4 separate regions of the Mus musculus genome follow, and all the other regions are linked to region 1. A link is a contact called in public Hi-C, capture Hi-C and promoter capture Hi-C data. All regions are on one chromosome and are shown on one strand. Each heading gives the region's core, a stretch centred on a gene start, on an enhancer-like site or on the middle of the called end of the contact. The rest is flanking DNA. Distances are from core to core; before and after follow the strand shown. Region 1 holds the start of Commd8 (COMM domain containing 8). Region 2 holds the start of Corin (corin, serine peptidase). Region 3 holds the start of Gabrb1 (gamma-aminobutyric acid (GABA) A receptor, subunit beta 1). Region 4 holds the start of Nipal1 (NIPA-like domain containing 1).

Evidence for each region. Promoter capture Hi-C pulls out the DNA fragments that hold promoters and counts their contacts. Hi-C and Micro-C count contacts between places; a contact is called where the count stands out from the background. Capture Hi-C pulls out chosen DNA fragments and counts their contacts.
Region 2: a contact with region 1 is called in a capture Hi-C map of embryonic stem cells, with 5 times the contacts expected there. The contact joins the promoter of Corin here to the promoter of Commd8 in region 1. A contact is called at or near these places in 10 of 39 promoter capture datasets (the 3T3-L1 cell line, 3T3-L1-derived adipocytes, embryonic stem cells and 4 more), 25 of 484 Hi-C or Micro-C datasets (the G1E-ER4 cell line, the HL-1 cell line, cerebellar granule neurons and 10 more), 5 of 115 datasets of contacts at active chromatin or transcription factors (astrocytes, embryonic stem cells and large pre-B cells) and 1 of 9 other capture datasets (embryonic stem cells).
Region 3: a contact with region 1 is called in a Hi-C map of uterus, with 4 times the contacts expected there. The contact joins the promoter of Gabrb1 here to the promoter of Commd8 in region 1. A contact is called at or near these places in 1 of 39 promoter capture datasets (hippocampal neurons), 3 of 484 Hi-C or Micro-C datasets (Sertoli cells, cumulus cells and uterus) and 3 of 115 datasets of contacts at active chromatin or transcription factors (astrocytes, cardiomyocytes and neural tube).
Region 4: a contact with region 1 is called in a promoter capture Hi-C map of neural stem cells. The contact joins the promoter of Nipal1 here to the promoter of Commd8 in region 1. A contact is called at or near these places in 9 of 39 promoter capture datasets (the SN4741 cell line, embryonic stem cells, hematopoietic stem and progenitor cells and 5 more), 9 of 484 Hi-C or Micro-C datasets (CD4 T cells, Th1 cells, adipose-derived mesenchymal stem cells and 2 more), 1 of 115 datasets of contacts at active chromatin or transcription factors (memory CD8 T cells) and 2 of 9 other capture datasets (adipose tissue and embryonic stem cells).

Annotation. Positions count from the first base shown.
Region 1 is chr5:72,166,477-72,170,762 of GRCm38.p6, forward strand. It overlaps Commd8 (COMM domain containing 8), which reads right to left and starts at 1,713. Exons shown (of 5, transcript NM_178599.5): 1 at 1,603-1,713. The coding sequence starts at 1,668.
Region 2 is chr5:72,502,412-72,506,822 of GRCm38.p6, forward strand. It overlaps Corin (corin, serine peptidase), which reads right to left and starts at 1,797. Exons shown (of 22, transcript NM_016869.3): 1 at 1,471-1,797. The coding sequence starts at 1,737.
Region 3 is chr5:71,697,671-71,701,896 of GRCm38.p6, forward strand. It overlaps Gabrb1 (gamma-aminobutyric acid (GABA) A receptor, subunit beta 1), which reads left to right and starts at 2,262. Exons shown (of 9, transcript NM_008069.5): 1 at 2,262-2,425; 2 at 2,619-2,710; 3 at 3,135-3,202. The coding sequence starts at 2,346. It overlaps Gm38562 (a long non-coding RNA gene), which reads right to left and starts at 4,038. Exons shown (of 4, transcript XR_868471.1): 1 at 4,001-4,038; 2 at 3,706-3,904; 3 at 1,522-1,615.
Region 4 is chr5:72,645,229-72,649,466 of GRCm38.p6, forward strand. It overlaps Nipal1 (NIPA-like domain containing 1), which reads left to right and starts at 2,568. Exons shown (of 6, transcript NM_001081205.1): 1 at 2,568-2,705. The coding sequence starts at 2,660.

The DNA.
Region 1 (4,286 bases), core at 463-2,962:
GCTAAACGTCTTTAGACTCCAATCGCCTTAGATATGAACCCACTCCGTGGGGAACAGTAACCCCCAAAACACCACACAGATGGGTAACTTCTGACTCACCATATAAAATGGGAATACAACCAAAAGCCACCTGTAATGTCTACCAAACAGTATCCTGACACTCCCTGCAACTCTATAAGGTAAGCATTGTAACTGTTCTCATTTTACAAATGAGGACATTGAGGATAAATGATGCTCTACCATAACAGAGTTCCAATCTATCAAAAAAAGTACACATATAAATAAGTGCGTGTGGTAGAGGAGAGGGGATAGAAAAGGTGTTTATGACGGGTGCAAAGGAACAAGGAAAGAGCTGAATTGAAAAGATGAGTGGCCATTAGGCATTCCCAGCCAACGCAATGTGCCCGCACACAGGACTGGAAATAAAACCCCAGCGCAGGAGTGGGAATTGCATCTTTGGAAAGGCAGACAAGGGTGAAAGGGCAGAGGACCTTTGAAAAGGCGAGTAGGGGCCAAATCACAGAAGGCCTTGCATACAACAGAAAGGAGTGAAGGCTTTAATCTGCACTCAACTTTCCTGTAAGTAATTACATTATTTTTCCAAAACTTTGCCAAGATATTGTGAGCAGGAGTAAGTGTGAGACTATAGAGGCAGAGACCATAAACAGGTAAAGGAGGTTGAAAAGGGGAGGTCCAAGGATGAAACCCAGAGTTTCTTAAATAGAGTGGCCTGGTAAAGAAGGATGGTGACACCACAACAACCAATGCTGTGAAAAGGGAGTGGAGACCCAAACCAGGGATTTCCCATAGCTGTGGCAAAAGGCAGAGGCCCAGGAAGAAGACAGCTGGCTCAGCTCTCAGATTCAGGAGTCAAATGTTTTGGCCATCTCTATATAGGAGGAAAGACACCCTGAAAGTTAGGAGACACAGTCCATAGATAGGTTTGAGCTTTGGCCCTGGCTTGCTGGAAACCTGTGGCTGACATATTTCACTGTCCTCATTTGTAAAATCAAAGAAAATGTTTAAAGTACATTTTCTAAAGAACGGAGGGAGTGGCGTTAAATTTCTTTCATCTACAACTGAAGCCGACTTTGGGTAGAAGGGCCACAGTGGAGACTTCTGAAAGCCTGAGCAGGGCAGAGTGCCACCATCAAATCACTTTCACAGAGGTCTGGACCCTGGGTGTGCTGCAAGAAACCCTGGTTGGCTGTCTCTGGTCTCCACAAGCCTGGCTTTATGGGTGAGCTGTTTTCAGCGGCTGCGATCACCTCTTGGCCAAACTTGAGTGGCTACTCCTTTTCTGGTTAGGAGTTGGTTCCTCCCGCCCTCCAGGGAACAGGTCCCACCGGGTTCGACTCCTCACTGCATCCGCCGGACCTCACACAGAAAGGGGCGTTCGGGAGACCTGAACTCAAAGACTGCGGACGCAGCAGATCTCGGGCTCTACCACCCGAGCTTTCTAGAAGCAAGAAGACCCCACACGCACCCAGGCCTGGGCCATTCCTAAACCGCGTAAAGTCCTTAGGCCGCCATTGTGTCTCCAGGGGCCCAAGAAGAATAGTCCGGACCCCGGCCTTCCCGTGCCCTTCACAAACCCCTCACCCCGGCGCCCTGCTCCGGAGGCAGCTTCTGTAGCCGCCAAAGCGGCGTCCCCTCTTCCGGCTCCATCCCCGAGAAGTAGAGATACCTGTCACGTGACAGGCCTGAACCTTAGGCTTACGCTCCGATTCGTCCACGTGACTTTCTGGAGGGCGGGGCCGGCGGGCGGGCTCAAAGTCCTTGTGCGCATGTGCAAAACCTCAGCCATTGGTTTTCTCCTGTAGAAAAAAGAGCAAGTTTTTTTTCCCTCTTTTTTTTTGGGGGGGGGGGGGGGGGGGGAGGGGCGGTCGAGACTGAGGGGAAGTCTGTTACCCATCCGCTTGCTGCTGAAGGAAGATTTACAGACTTTTGCTCGGTTGAGACTGTGTTCAGAGACAGATCTCATAAACTTTCTTCACTGCAGAAAATCATCTAGTAATAGTCACAGCCTGTATTTGAACCCAGGGCCTTTCCCCCAGAGATCTGACAGTCTCCTAGTCAAAGAGTTTGACCTCAAAGACAAATTAAAGTTACTTTTTTTTTTTAATTTTTTTTTATTTTAAGAAGAGATGTGGGGTGGGGGGCTGGAGAGATGGTTCAGCAGTTAAGAGCACTGACTGCTCTTCCAGAAGTCCTGAGTCCAATTCCCAGCAACCACATGGTGGCTCACAGCCATCTGTAATGAGATCGAATGCTCTCTTCTGGTGTGTCTGAAGACAGCTACTGTGTATTCGTAGACATAAAATAAATAAATCTTTAAAAAAAAAAAAAGATTGGATCCCCCCCCCCCGTTTACAAACAGCAAACGCAATCCAAGACAGAACTCATAGAAAGGCAAAGTTCAGCTATATATTATTAAGCAACCCAAAGACTCATTATCCAAGCTAAGAAACAAAACAACCTGCTGGTAAAGAAAACCCATGTTTATACCCACACATTTACCACAGGAGTGAACCCAAAATTCTTTGAGTTGTAATTTCAATCCAAAAAAAAGAAAGTTCGTGATAGAATGAGCCTTGTCATGAGAAGGTGCCATAACAATTAGGGTGATTACAACCCAATATGTAATGTTAGGATTAAGAGTGTTAGAAAGTGCTGAGAGGCATAGATAGAAAAATAGATAGATAGATAGATAGATAGATAGATAGATAGATAGATAGACAGACAGACAGATAGATAGATATGCCTTGTCCACAGTCACATACATGAGCGATAGCTGCAGAGTTTGAAGAAAGAATGAGAGTTCTGCTGTTCTGCCTGGGTAAAGGAAGGCTTACAGGAATGCATGCTTCTGTGACCATGCAATGTGTAAGTTAATAGTGCAAAATGACATCCATCAGGATATAAAGGATATCAAAAAACGGGATTTAGACAACACTGGACACCAAGAAAAGGTTGACCTTTGAAACATGACTATATTAAAATTGAACTTCTGGCAGATGCTGAATTTAAAATATTACATAAAGTGAGAGGAAAGAGCCCTTAATATTTAATGTCTTTTCATTAGTAATCGCTTGTCTTTGTATGTAATTTAAGGCATCATTTTTTTTTAATTTTCAACTTTTTCATTAAAAAATAAAGCGTGTGTGTGTGTGTGTGTGTCTGTGTGTGTGTCTGTGTGTGTGTCTGTGTGTGTCTGTGTCTGTGTGTGTGGTGTGTGTAGGTTGAGGACAACTTATAGACATTGATTCCTTCCTTTTAGGGTCCTGGGGTCTGGACCCTAGTTTTCAGGCTTGCAAACAAACAAATGTTTTAAGTGCCCTGAAGCACTTTAAAACATTACCTGTCTGTTCTGATCCTACCTCAGCTAGGTGTATTTGCGTTTCTGTCACCCTAACTTTGTTTATAGTAAGGGCTTAAAATGCAGACTCTGGAGTTAAGTTTAAGTCCAGCTCTGTAAATCATTGGTAACTGTTATCGTCTGTATAGCAATGGCAAGCTAGTTCACGTCTCTGGCTGGTCTGCGTCTTCATCTCTCATTATTTAGAATGACCATGCAGACTTTACAGGGCTTGTTTTAAGTTCATACCTGTAAAGTTGTTTACATAAAGCACAGCCTAGCACCTAGAAAATGGTATGATTCCTTTCTAAGGAGACTTCTTCCCCTGCCTGTATATCGCCAAGATACATCCAGCCTGCCTTATGGGCCGTGCAGGCAATGCAGATGAAGGGTTGCAACTGGGAGATGTGAAAGAAGCCAGGGAAGCCTCAGTGCTGAGCAGAAGCTGGAACGCCAGCTTCCTCTTTAGAGAGCTTCTTTCTGGGGTCGTTTCCTTATTTTCTATTGTTCTTCCTGTTTTTGTTGTCTGTCATTTGGGGGTAGAGTTTCGTCCACAAAAAATCTCAAGTTCTTCCTCCCTCCTTTCCGTCCTTCTCCAATTTCTGACAGACATCTACAGTGCATACATATTTGACAAATTATGACTATATTGATCTCTTTTAATGTTTGCTTTCAAAGCAGCCAAATATGACCTGGAATATAGCTCGATGGCACAGTGCTTAAACAATAGCAAGGAAAGATTTAAAAAATTAAAAAACAAACAAACAAACAAACCCTAGCTGTGGTGGTCTGAATAGAAAGGGCCCCCATAGACTCAAGTGTTTGAAGGCTTGGCCCATAGAGAGTGACATTATTGGAAGGTGTGGTCTTGATGGAGAAGGTGTGTCACTGTGGCGTCGAACTTTTAGGTACCAAATGCTTACTTAAG
Region 2 (4,411 bases), core at 547-3,046, 340 kb after region 1:
CTGAGATTTCTGCAACATTGAGCGGAAAGTTTATGGAGGAGTCAATTCTGTGTCTTCAACAGCAACAACAACAACAAAATCCCCATTCTCTGAAATCTACATGGAGAGATTAATAAAGCATTTCTTCTGTCTTCTTACCTCACTGGAAGGACAACTTAGTTTTTTATTTGTACTGCAATCCTATCCCATATGGAACTTTCTGGAACGCCTCCCCCCCCCCCCCGCGCCCGCACACACACACACACACACACACACACACACACACACACACACACAAAAGCTTCACAGATCCCTGAGGATTAAGTTATTCCAAGTTCCACTCACCCTAAAGATACTTCATACAATAAAACCTCTTGTCGTCATCAGGAGGAGTCTGCAGGTCCTAACTGCTCAGCTGAGCATCTACGCAGACATCAACCCCGGGCCTCTGGTTACAGAAACTGATTTTGAGTGTCATCTCATACAAAACTAGTGGGTATCGGGGACCGATGAGTGTTGGTAGTATCCTGACTGACACACCCCCAAAAGCCTAGTTGTTGTTTGTTTGGGAGGTTTGCCAACATGTTAGCAGCACTTCTAACTTCAAAATTCTGCCAAAATGAACCCTGAAACAGCAAGCAGCAGTGAGTCCTAGCTTGGCTCCCTTATCCGGTAGTACTCTGGTGTTCTCTGGTGTTCTCTTGCGGACTTTCGCGTCCATCAGTAGATTCCTTCCTATCCTAAAAATGGAAACTATAAACTATAAAGCACAGACATGGACATAGAGACCCTTGGAGCCTGGTTCTGTGAGCCTTGGCAGCACGAAGTTCTGAGAAGTTTCAGTGAGAGGGGATTGCTGGGACTACTTGCCTGAGAATCTGGAAACTGAGTCCCCACCTCGGTCCCCAAAATGGGAAGCTGCGCAAAGCGCGCCCACTGCTCTCCCGCCTCTAGAGCTCCGGCCCAGAAGTCCCGCACTGAGTTCAGGCAGAACCTTCCAGGACACCGCCTCGGGATGCCTTCCTAACTACCCCTCTCTCCCTTGCTGACACTGACTGATTCTGGCCCGCCTATGCGCAGCTGATTCCAAGACCCTAAGGACGCAGCAGATAAGGATGGCTGCAACCTAGACTGGGTTTCCCGAGGCTCAGGTCAGGGGGACCCTCGGCAGTGCCCTTCCTTTTTCTCTGCAGATTGTGGCAGGAAGGCTAATACTTCCCAGGACTGCGGGAGGAAAACCGTCCCAAACCCTAGCAGCTCCAAACCCGCGCCGCAAACCGCAGACAGTGCTCGGTGCGCCCGGGACGGGTACCTGTCCCAGAGTAAGTTCGCGAGCAGGGGACCCGGGCGTTTCCAGCTCTGAGTTGTGCGGTGCCAAGGCATAGGGCCATCCGGGGGCATTGACTGATCCCCAGTGGGAGAAGCTACTACAAATGGGATCTAGTCACGGAGCTAGTAGCAAGGGCGCGCGCAGTAGGGATGCAGGCTTACGTCTGGAGCAGGCGGGGCTCCAAAGCAATCCTTCCAGCTGCCGGGAGCCTGGAACTTGGACCCGGAGAGGAAGCCACGGGTCCCCAAGGGGCCGGGTCCGACGGCTCCACCTGCAGTCTCCCCCGGAACCCCCGCGCAGCCAAGACCGTTCAGTGCACGGAGGGCGGTGGTTGGAGGGACTCTGCAGGAGAGGTAGCATCGCCCAGGACAAGAGCAGCGGGCTCTCCGCACGGAGCTGACCCGAACGCTGAAGGAAACCCTGCCCATGACTGCCAGCGTCTCCGACGCCAAGCCACAGGAGTGAGGGACCGTCTGCCTGGGGACTAGAACGAGCCACTGAGAAGTCTGTGCTCACTGACCTACGGACGGGAAGGAGGTGGCACCCGATGAAAGGAGGAAGGGACAGGGAGAAAAAAGGTTGACTCTGAAGTCACCAGGACTCAGGCCACGCGACCTGTGTGCTGGAGGAGCGAGGAGGGTGGATCTTACCCTCTTTGGGGCGTCAGCTCGGCGGCTGTACTCCTCCGGAGCAAGGGCGGGGGGCCGTTTCGTGAACATATCTTTCTCCTCTGTCCACTCTTATCTCGGTCGCTTTTCTCTGCTCTATGGATCTCGAGGAGAGGCACTACGGGTGTCTTTCTCCTCACTCGGAGTGAAGTTATACTCAGGGGATTGGAGCCCCATATTTTGTCTGCTGGGCAGACCCCACCCGCAGACCACTCCCTCCCTTCACTCACGTCTCTGGGTCCTACCCATAACCCTTAATGAGACAGTTCCTCCATACCCACCCCAGCCTTCAAAAAAGTTATTTTTCTATGGCAGATGGAGAGCCAAGAGTCTACTGCCCCCATCCTCCACACCAGGGAAAAAACAAACAAACCAACCCTTCAACTATGGGGCAGCAGCTTTTGGCCTTTGCTGCTTTGTTGAGGGCAGAACTTTGTTGAGCAGTGTAAAGGGCTGCTCTCTTCCGAACTCTCATTATCACATCTAGAACAGTCTATCCCCTCATACAGGATTCTAGCCAGGCAAGTATCAAAATGAATGTCTTCAGACACTAGCGATCCAATGACAAGTTTGTTGTGTTCGAAAAGATGTCAGGTTTCGAAGGCAGGCATTATTCGTGTTACACAAATTGCAAATCTGTCTTCTGCTACAAGTTTAGGGGGGGAAACGGCGTTGCTGTTTGAGCTTCATGGGCTAGGAGAACTCGGGCCTGCGATTGTCTGACAAGAACCTGCCCAGGCTGAAATCAGGGGCCAGCAAATTCGCGCCCATCAGACAGGGAGCTGCATTCTAATAGCGTCAAGGAAAGCAGTGTAGACATTCCAAAGCAAAGGTTGCATTGAAGCCCAAGACAATTCTTAAATATTTATCGAAAATTGAAAAAAAAAACCGCCAAGGATAACAAAAATTTAAGTTTTCTTAAACGTGAGTTTTAAATGCATTTTTAATCAAAATTTTCAAAATTTCAATAATTATTCAAGGTTATACTGTAGCCCATCTCCACTAGAGAAGGCTACATATAGTAAGCAGACAATAAGACCTTGAGTATCATTGTGTGGACAAAGGCACATTTGTACGAGTGGAAGGAAGTGGTAATGGGTACTTTGCTTCCGAAAAGACATGGAGTGTGGGAATATCATCTATGTGTCGTTAAAGACGAGGGACACTTGACCTCAAGTTATTCCAGCATCAGTGAGGCATGCCATTTCTAACAAGGGTTTCACAATTCACAAACCTGAGTGTTCCAGCATGCCGGGCTCTGCACTAAGCATTTTGCACATACCCTCTTTAACTTAGAGATGAGAGGCAACTGGCATAACCCGCTGAGGTCATTTGGTAGGCAGTGACCTGACACTCCCCAGAGATGGTGGCATTTTGTGACTGAGTTCTGACTGAGACACTGCCTCAGCGCACACCACCACCCACAGGAACCCCATCTGAGAACCCAGAGCCCAGGAGACACATTTGCCAACTCCACCCTGAAGGCCAGAGTTAAGCAGTCTGTGATGGAACAGTGGGTGTACGTTCACCCATCTTGAAGGCTCAGTTGAGTTTCTTTCATTTCAGAGTTCTGCCCTCTGGTGGAGATGATGCAGGAACTATAAACCTGAAATAGCTAAGTAGATTCTTCATGGTGTTCCTGGCTCTTCTATGTTGGGTTCCTAAGGCTGACTGTACTGAGAAGGTGAACGCTCCGAATACCTCCTCCTAATAGCTGCAGCTGCTGTGAGTATCAGAACCAGTAGTCGAGGTACTTTACGCTGCTGGGAGCCCAGTATAAGAAATGAGAATGAACATCTATGTTTAGACTTTGTAATTTTTAATACTGTAAGAAAACAAACATGTCTTATTTTCAAGTTAATTTAATTATGAAGTGTACTCATGGTGATCTTTTTAATGATCATTGTGAAATTATTCTTTTTAAAAAATCATGTCACATACTTAAACTTATATTATGAGAGCTGTGGTTGTTAGCTTTGCTAGGCAAGTGCTAGCCCCTCAGTTTATTAAAACATTAGTAATCACTGTCCATGTCTTAAAATACTCTTAATTTTACAAAAATTAACATCTCTGGTACCATTCTGGACGTTTTATTGTCTATCATTTCAGGCATATATCAAACTATTCATATATTTATAATAAAAACCAAAAACATTAGAGAGATTTATGGGGATTACTGACAAAATACCCATGTGTGTGTTAGTCATAGAAATAATTTTCTGTGCCTTCCTCTTCTTTGACTTGGTCATAAGAATAAACAAAACCCTTCCTTAAAATTAAGGCTCTCACAGCAAGAAGAATGTTTTGGTGTGCCATTTTGAGGTATGCAGACTATAGATAAGAATTATATACTGCATATCTCAAAATGTTAAAACAAATGATTCTGATAGTTTTTTTTTTAAAAAGAGACTTACAGAAAATTAACTTAAAGAAA
Region 3 (4,226 bases), core at 1,012-3,511, 470 kb before region 1:
ATACCCTCCACAGGTGAGAAAAGAAACTGAACACTATTTTGTTTACTGCTACACCATCAGCATGAAGGCTGGCACCTCCTAAATGTTCAGTAAACATCTAAAAAAAATAAATGCACAGCTACGGATGTGGTAATCCTGTAAGTGGCTTGTGTGTGGCCGTGTGGCTTTTGCAGAGTTGTACAGAGCAGATTCCATGTTTCAGCAGGACCTTGAGATGTAAATGAATCTTTTCTTATACCCTCTAAAAGAAGATTCATATGTGTTTTAAGAACAAGTCGACATCGTCTCAAGCAAACTTAAGGAATCTGAGACTTAGCATTGAGGGTTAAGGGTTTTATGGTGCTCAAATATAATATAAAATTAATGTTACTATCTTTTTGAGAATGTTAAGTTCAGTACATGTTGAAATGACTGTACTTTTTTTAAGGAGGATTCATTCATATGTGCCTAGTTCGTGACTCCTGTAACCTCTGGTTGTCTCTGTTATACTTTAGGAAGGCTGTACCTGTTACTTCTCTCCAAACTAAACAGTATCTTCTTTTCTTTCCTTCTGCAATAACCTCCTTGTCTTCTTGTTTCTCCTATCTAATTCTTGCCTTTATGGTCTGTGCTATATAATGCAGAGAATAGCAGTATCCAAGGATTCTAGGTTGAAATGTACATGTCACTACTTATTAGCAGTGTGACATTAACTACTGAATTCAGTAGTCTAAAGCCCTCTCTTCATTATCTCTATTGTTGTGTTGTTGCAAGGTTTGAATGAGATGACCCGTGTTGTATGCACAAGAACAATGACATAGCAAGTGGGAAATGTCAATGATCCTTATAACTGTTCTACCAGATTTTTTTTCTCTAAAATTAACTCTTACTTAAATGTTCAGTGTCTCCTGAATCTAAATGATCTCCTCGACTTTCCTCCACATCCCATCATCCACCATCACTTTCTCCGCCCCCCCCCACAATGGATCTCTTTTGCATACAGTTATAGAAGTACTTTTTCCAGTCTGTAAGATTTAGTACATACTGTTCTCCCTCAAGAAGAATTCCCCTTCCTTGCCAGACAAAAGCTTTGTCTTCTGTTCTTTGTTTGCTTGTTTGTTTGTTTTTTCTTCTCCTCTAAGGTAATTTTTAGTGCTTCTTGGTTTGGTAATAATTCTTCAGTTTACACAGACAATATCAGGAAGAAGTGATTTCTTTTTGCTTATCTTTGTAAGGGGTTTGTGAAAAGTTTACTCTAAGTTTCAGAATACCTAGTATCAAATGAAGACTTGATATATGCTATTTAACAAAGGGCATGAATCCATCCCAGAATCTCCAACCACCTAACATGTTTTTTAGTGATATGTACTGAATTGCATTTCCTAACTTCCCTTTATTTGAAAGAAGATTGGCTTTTCCCGGGCTGCATAAGGCATATTAGACTGAGGATGTTCAGTGTTCAATTTAGGGATTAAGAACAGGAGCTAGCACACTGACAGTTATAAGCAAAAAGCTTGGGCGACTAAAACCTACAAGATTTACCAGCAAAGGTCCTGGAAAAAAAGATTGATTGCCAGGGTTGCTTCATTCTTCTTCTCTTCACTTCCCATTCCAAGTGGACTGATGGAGATGGGAGCTAAAGGAAAAGCATACATTTAAAAGTTAGTCAGTTCTCTCCTCCCCCCCCCCCCCCTCCAATTCCACAAGCAAGCAGCTGTCTTCATAACCTCCGAAGAGAGGACAAGACTCCCAAACCCTCCCTGTGTTTCCTCCTCCCCACCCCCAAACTCCTTTTCCGGGCCGGCCGGCCGGGCAGTCTCTGCCCACTCCCCTCCCCAGCACCCTCCCCATCTTTTCTACAGACAACCAGAGAACCATCTCCAGACTTCTTGTTCTAGGACCTCTATAACTGTCAACAAAAGATGCCAGACAGCCTTAGCCAGATCATTGAAAGCCCTGTTTTAAAAAAGAAAAAAAAAAGAAGGAAAAGAAAAGAAAGAAGGAAAAGAAAAGGAAAAAGAAAAAAATTCAAGCTTAGGACAGGAGGGAAAGGAACACAGCAAACCACAGCTCAGGAAAACTGGGCACACACACACACACACAGGCACGTTGGCTCCTTTGCATAGAGACAGCAGGTTGTATTCGACTACCCAGAGAACGCGGAGCACCTCAGACAGGAACTTTAAAGGGATTGAAATCTGTTGCCTGTTCCACTAGGAATATTGTTTGCAAGGCACAAGGTGTCTTTTGGTAGTGAGTACCCTCTGCGCATGCGCAGGTCCATTCGGGAATTACTGCCCAGCCGCCGACTAAGTTGCATTCCTTGAATCTTCGCAGAAAAGACAATTCTTTCATCAGAGTTAGGAATGTGGACAGTACAAAATCGAGAGAGTTTGGGGCTTCTCTCTTTTCCCGTGATGGTTGCTATGGTTTGTTGTGCACACAGGTGAGCTGCCTGCTTCAATCTCTCTCTCTTTTTTTTTCCTTGGTGATTTTCTTCTTCTTCTTTTATTTTTTATTTTCCCGTGCCTGCTGGATCATGTATCTTGTTATTTGGGGGTAGGTGTGCCTGGATCTTTTTTTATGTCTGTTTTCAGTTTGTGATCTTTCTGAATACGGTCCCTACTTCTTCCCTTCAGCTCCAATGAACCCAGCAACATGTCATACGTGAAAGAGACAGTGGACCGACTGCTCAAAGGATATGACATTCGCTTGCGGCCGGACTTTGGAGGTAATGCTTCTTCATTTTTTTTTTCAACCTGTTACCCATCCCTAGTTCACCTTTTCTGTCAGATATAATGCCTCCTTCCCCATTTTACCGTTCCTGTAAACGTGCAATACTACGCCCTGCGCGCACACACACACACACACACACACACACACACACACACACACACACACACCACGCACTATCCCCAATCTCAGGTGGACGTATCCTCAGGCTGAGCTGTCCCTCTCTTCAAGCCGACACACCCTCTGCACTGTCACTGCATCACGCGTGTGCCCACACCTGTTTTCTCCCGCTGTCCCCTACAACAGGAAAGGGGTAGGGAGGGAGCCTGCTTAGTCTGTAATAAGATCTGGGAAGCCCCCAATGTCCCCTCAGCTCCCTGCCACTCAAAGACTGTCTTTGCTGTGGTCCACCTCCCTGGCAGGGCCCCCGGTGGACGTCGGGATGCGGATCGATGTCGCCAGCATAGACATGGTCTCGGAAGTGAATATGGTGAGTGGCCTCCCCAAGGGCTCGGCGGCCGGCCGAGCTTACGCAGATGAGAAATGAACCAGTTCCCCGTCCTCTGCTTTTCATTGGTGGTCACCTCGGCCCTGGTCCCCAGGGTCCCCACTCCGCGCGTACGCCCCACTCCAGTACACACACTGTCGGTCGCCCCACAGTTTGTATTTTCGACACACACACAGGCTACCGCAGTGCTCCGAAGGAGACGTACTCCGCACTATTTTGGGAAGGAAGGGGGACTGTTGCGCCGGTGGATTGGCTGGGGCGGAGTCTGAGCCTTACTTTAGCCGGGTCTCCCCGACTGTCGGGCTGTGCAGGGCACCATCTGCCGGCGGCCAAGTGGTGTACAGTGGGTTCCCCCGGACCAGGGGTTCGCAGCCAGCTGTGGCCAGACAAGAGCCCCAAAATCTCCACAGCTGAGCAGCCTGAAAGCCCCAACCCACCCATCTCAGCCACCAGGCTGGCTGGGCTCGCGAGTGTCCCCTCCCTACCACAGAATCCAGCGCAGTGTGTGGCAAGAGCAACAGGCTGAGATGAACAGTTCAGGATTGCTAACAGCAGAAGTGCCCAAGCTTGCTTCTAGGCATTCTGGACCCATGCAAGGGTTCATGTGTTTGTCTTCCTGCAGCTTGAAAGTTTTAAGTTGGAGGAGAATCGGCGAGTCATATGACTTGGCTTTCGTCTAGAAATCTGGGCAGAAAAAATAGAGATCTGATGATTAATAGGACTGAGGTGGGGGAGGGCTGGTTTATTTTAGTCATTAATTTTAAGGGATCTACACTTTACCATCCTTCTCTCCCTTCTTCCCTTCCTCCTTCCCTCCCTTCCTCCCTCCCTCCCTCTTTTCCTCCCCCCCCCCCCCCCCCCCCCGTCTTCATAGCACTTCTTTTCTCTGGGGCTGTGGTAAAAGGGATTCAAGTCAGAGCAGCCTCTTGTGTTGTTGGTTGTTTCCATTCACCCTGAGAAGCCCTTTTCTAATTGTGAGAGTTCCCAGGGAAGGAATTGCCTGTTG
Region 4 (4,238 bases), core at 1,318-3,817, 480 kb after region 1:
AATACACACATTAAAGGACAAATGTTTAAAAATCAGTGATCGGAAAGTTCTCACTGAAAAATACAGATCATAGATTAAATTCAAACTATAAGGAAGAAAGTACTCAAAATAACAACAGGAGACAGTGAATTTTAAGTCAGCAAAGAAAAGCAGTTGCTTTCAGGAAGACTTTTCAAATTTATAACCCCTTAAGCAGGCTGACTGGGGGCAGGGCCAATAATAAACTAAAAGCAGTAAGCTAGTGCTATGCCTGACATTCTACAGCTTACCCTCCACCCTGCCTACCAGCCGCTGTCCCCTCTGCCTTGTCCCTACCGCCTGCCAGAGAATGGCAAACTCCCCCCGCCCCCCATAGCATGGCAATGGAGGCTAGAGGCTCCCACAGGAGGCTATCTGCAGACCTGCCCAAGCTACAAGACAGTGTGGCTCTGCCTCCTCCAGCTCTGAGGCAACTCCAGCTTCCATTTTCACAATCATCACTGGGTCTCATGACCTTGCACAAAGCCCAGTGAGTGTGAGTCTACCTTTTAGAGGGTTTCATTTACTGTTGAATTCTAGGTTTTGAGTTATAAAAGGATTTCCCGAAGTCAAGAGTGAGTTCACTGGAGATGTTTAAATGTTATTTTTTTCCTTGAATTAAGTAATACATTCTTGGATAGGGATAACACCTGCCCCCAATTAGTGCACAGGTGACATCCTGTGTGGTAGCCACGTAGCTATTCATCTAGAAATAATGGGTGAGGGGAATTCATGACTGATTTCTGCCTAGGACACACTGGGCTTGGGACAGCAGTGATCTTGAGCAAGTTTTCTTCTTTTTTTTTTCCCCAGAGTGTTTTCTCACATACTTAGAACTGGAATAAATAAGATTTATAACAAAGTACTTCCTGCCAAAACCAGACTGCCATCCCGACGTGCAGGAAAGATGATTCAGAAGATAACAGCGCTGCCTGGGCCTGAGAACCAGAACCCACGTAAAAATGGTATACAACTATAACCCCAGCCTTCCCGCTGATGGGTTTCTGGGGCTTGCTGACTAGCCAGGCTTGGGTTCAGTGACAGGCCCCATCGAGGAAGTAAAGAGTGATAGAGCAGAATACTCAGCGCCCCCTTCTGGCTTCCACAGGCACACCCGCATGTGCACCTGCATACACACGTGTGCATTCGTGTGCAAACAAAGAAAACTCATGAATCTCAAAGGAACATTCTCAAGGCTTTTTTTAAGTGAAGATATAAAGCATAAAGTGGAAAATAACAACAGCTATTATCATTTTGAATGCTTTTAATATAAATTAAACAATTTTTTATAAAGTGCTTAGGGTTAGGGTTTGCCACATTGTAACTGATGTTTGTTAAATAGTAAGAAGTACCTGGGATCAGATTTATTATCATTGCCAGTCTATGGTGAAGACAAAACGTGAAATCTGATGTCCAAAGAAAGCATCTAAGTAGATGTCTACTTCACAAGGCTTCCAATTCAAAACTGGCTTAAACCGTCTTTGCCACTTCCACCTGATCCTGCCCCTCCCCCATTCTTTTTCCACAGGTCATGCCCATAGACAAAAAGTATGCATCTTAAACTACTGACTAATTTGGTTTTAAGTTTTGTCTCATAAACCTGAAAACAAGAAAAGCAAGATGGATCTCTGCAGTGAAACTCTTAGGCAATAAAGTTAATTCTAGCTGTTCGTGAATACCTAGAGCCTATGGGGGTACAGCAGTCAAGCGCAAAGGCACCCCAGAAAAACACACAATCTCGGCTCTTCCGGCTGAGGGCTTCAGCAGTAAGTGTGACCACTTCATGAGGCATAATAAATACCTCGTGACTAAGTTACTTCACCGCTTTCTCTACCTTATCCTTATCCCTCACCTGCAAACTGTAGTTAATAAATTGTGCTGTAAATTGTAATGAGTTGACTCATGCATGTTATGTAGTGTACTGCTGGAATATCATGAACTTCAGCGTGGGAACAGGTCTTCTCAGTTTGGGCATTGCTGATCCCTGAAAAGCTTATTTCATATACGACTGGGCGTGGGGATAAGGCAGCTGGGTGGGTGGAGAGGGAAATGCCTGATTGTTGAAAACAGGTAAGCACGGGTATTGTAAGACAAGGAGGACAACGGCGTGCACGAGAGAGCAGAAGCACCAAGCCTGTTCGAAAAAAATCCCAGAATAAACTTTAGCATGGACTCAGCACAGAACTCCAGCAGACAGCGCCTTGTGCCACAAAAGCCAGTGATGAGAAAGACCCACTGACGTTGGCCAGCACTTCGTCTGCTCCAGGACAACCAGAAGGGGGCCTCGGGACAGCCTCTCCATCACTAAATTCCCCGAGTGACTTCGGCAGCATCCACGCTGTAACCTCATCTCCTCCTGGCAGGTGTTTCTGGACTAAGCACCTGTGCAGCTCCCGGGTCCACCCTGCAGACACCGGTGACTGAAGGAACTTCTGCGGCGATGAGCGAGCGGTGGGCGGAAAATGAGCCTCAAACCACCCCATGCCCCACCCAGTCACTCTCATTGGCTGAGCCTGCCACGGGGGCGGAGGCAGCGCACACCCTTCGCTGACTCCACCGATCCGCCGGAACGAAAGCGGGTCCCGGGACACTGGTGTGTGAGAAACTATTGCTAGCACAGAGGAAGCCCGGTCCCCAGGCCATGGGGGTACAGCTGAGGCTGCCACCCGGAGAGCCCTGCCATGAAGGTGAGTGTCAGTCCCAGCGGTGGGACAGTTGGGTCACTTGGGTAGCTGGGAGCCCAGATGCGAGGTCTCAAAACTAGACTCAGAAAAATGTGCGGATTCTTAACGCGCCGTCTTCTAATCATTTAGTATTCCAGTCGTCCAGTCGGCTGTCCCACCAACGGGACAGTAAATACTTAGCTGAGCCCACTGCACTCCAGACTCTGTGGGGAAGCCCAAGTCGGAGCAGGACAGAAGTGACGCCCACTTAGTCCCCCGGCTGGCTCAATGTTGATTACGTCCTACTGAGTGTGTGGCAGGGAAATTCAGGATGCTTGCTGAGGGCAGATTCCAGGGTTTGATCCAGGAGGAGGTTTCCTGGCTCAGCCTCAACTCCGGAGTACATGGCAGAGGGCGTGCCGGGGATCCCGTGGGCTTCCCACAGTGCTCCCTGAACACACTGTGCCTGAGTCCCACGGAGAGATCGCTCAGGTATGACTTACTGGGCAATCCTTTGAGTAGGGTGACTACTCCAACAGGGAACTGGGAGTGCCCTTTTGTTAGTTCTTCCTCAGGGCTAGACTGGGATTTCCAGCCCACACCTTGCCTGGTAAAACCCCTGGGCCCCACCCCTTGACCTTTGCCAGATGTTCCTCACTTCCACTGGCTTCTTGCAGTCTCTACACAGAAGGTCAGAGAAAACTGAATGGAAGTAAGGGGAAAGGTGGGGCAACCTTGGGAAATGTGCATTGCAAACGAAATTATCGGTTTTTTTTTTAATCCCCACTGGTGTCAGGTCATTTCTAACCTACTTGCTAACGACTCAAAGAAGCTGTCTGGTAAGACCTGTGCCTTACAGTGAGTGCTTCCCAGCCTAATGCTACGACCATGTAACTACAGCTCCTCGTGTTGTAGAGATTCGTGTCCTTGCTTCTTGGCCTTTCCAGCTTATAACTTAACGAGGGAATAGAAAGAAAAGGGGGGAGAGACAGAAGAAGAGAGAGGACTCATCAAATCCCAGCTAGTAAGAAAGGGGAAAGGTGTGTAAAAGAAAATGTGCAACAATTCACAAACTATCCCCACATTGAGACCGGTATCCCTAAGGCAGCTGCATCTAGGGTTGTTTCCTAGACAGTCATGCGCTTAGTGGCAGTTGGTCCCTTTTCTAAATAATTCTGGAGCTGCCAAGTCAGATCGTCACTAATGCACCCTGCCCTTGTTTGTTCAAGGATCTGAGAGCAGATTGCACCCACTCATTTGACCTCTGGATATTTTTCCTGCTTTGCTCATGCATTTAGTAACTACAAGAAGTATTGGAGCTCTGTGTCACCCGATGATTAACCGTGCAGGAAGGTACTGGGAAAGATGGGAGAGGCCAATCTGTAATTTCAGTAGTAGGAGACTAGGTTTTAGGCCTAGTGTATCCACTTGGCTCTCTTTCTTCCTCTCTAAAGTAGGAAGAAATCTTGTTGACAGAGTAGGTAGCACTGGGTTACCTCAGGAAATCTACAGGGCAGAACCCTGGCGGGTCTTAAATGGAGTCTGGTTTTCCTTGAT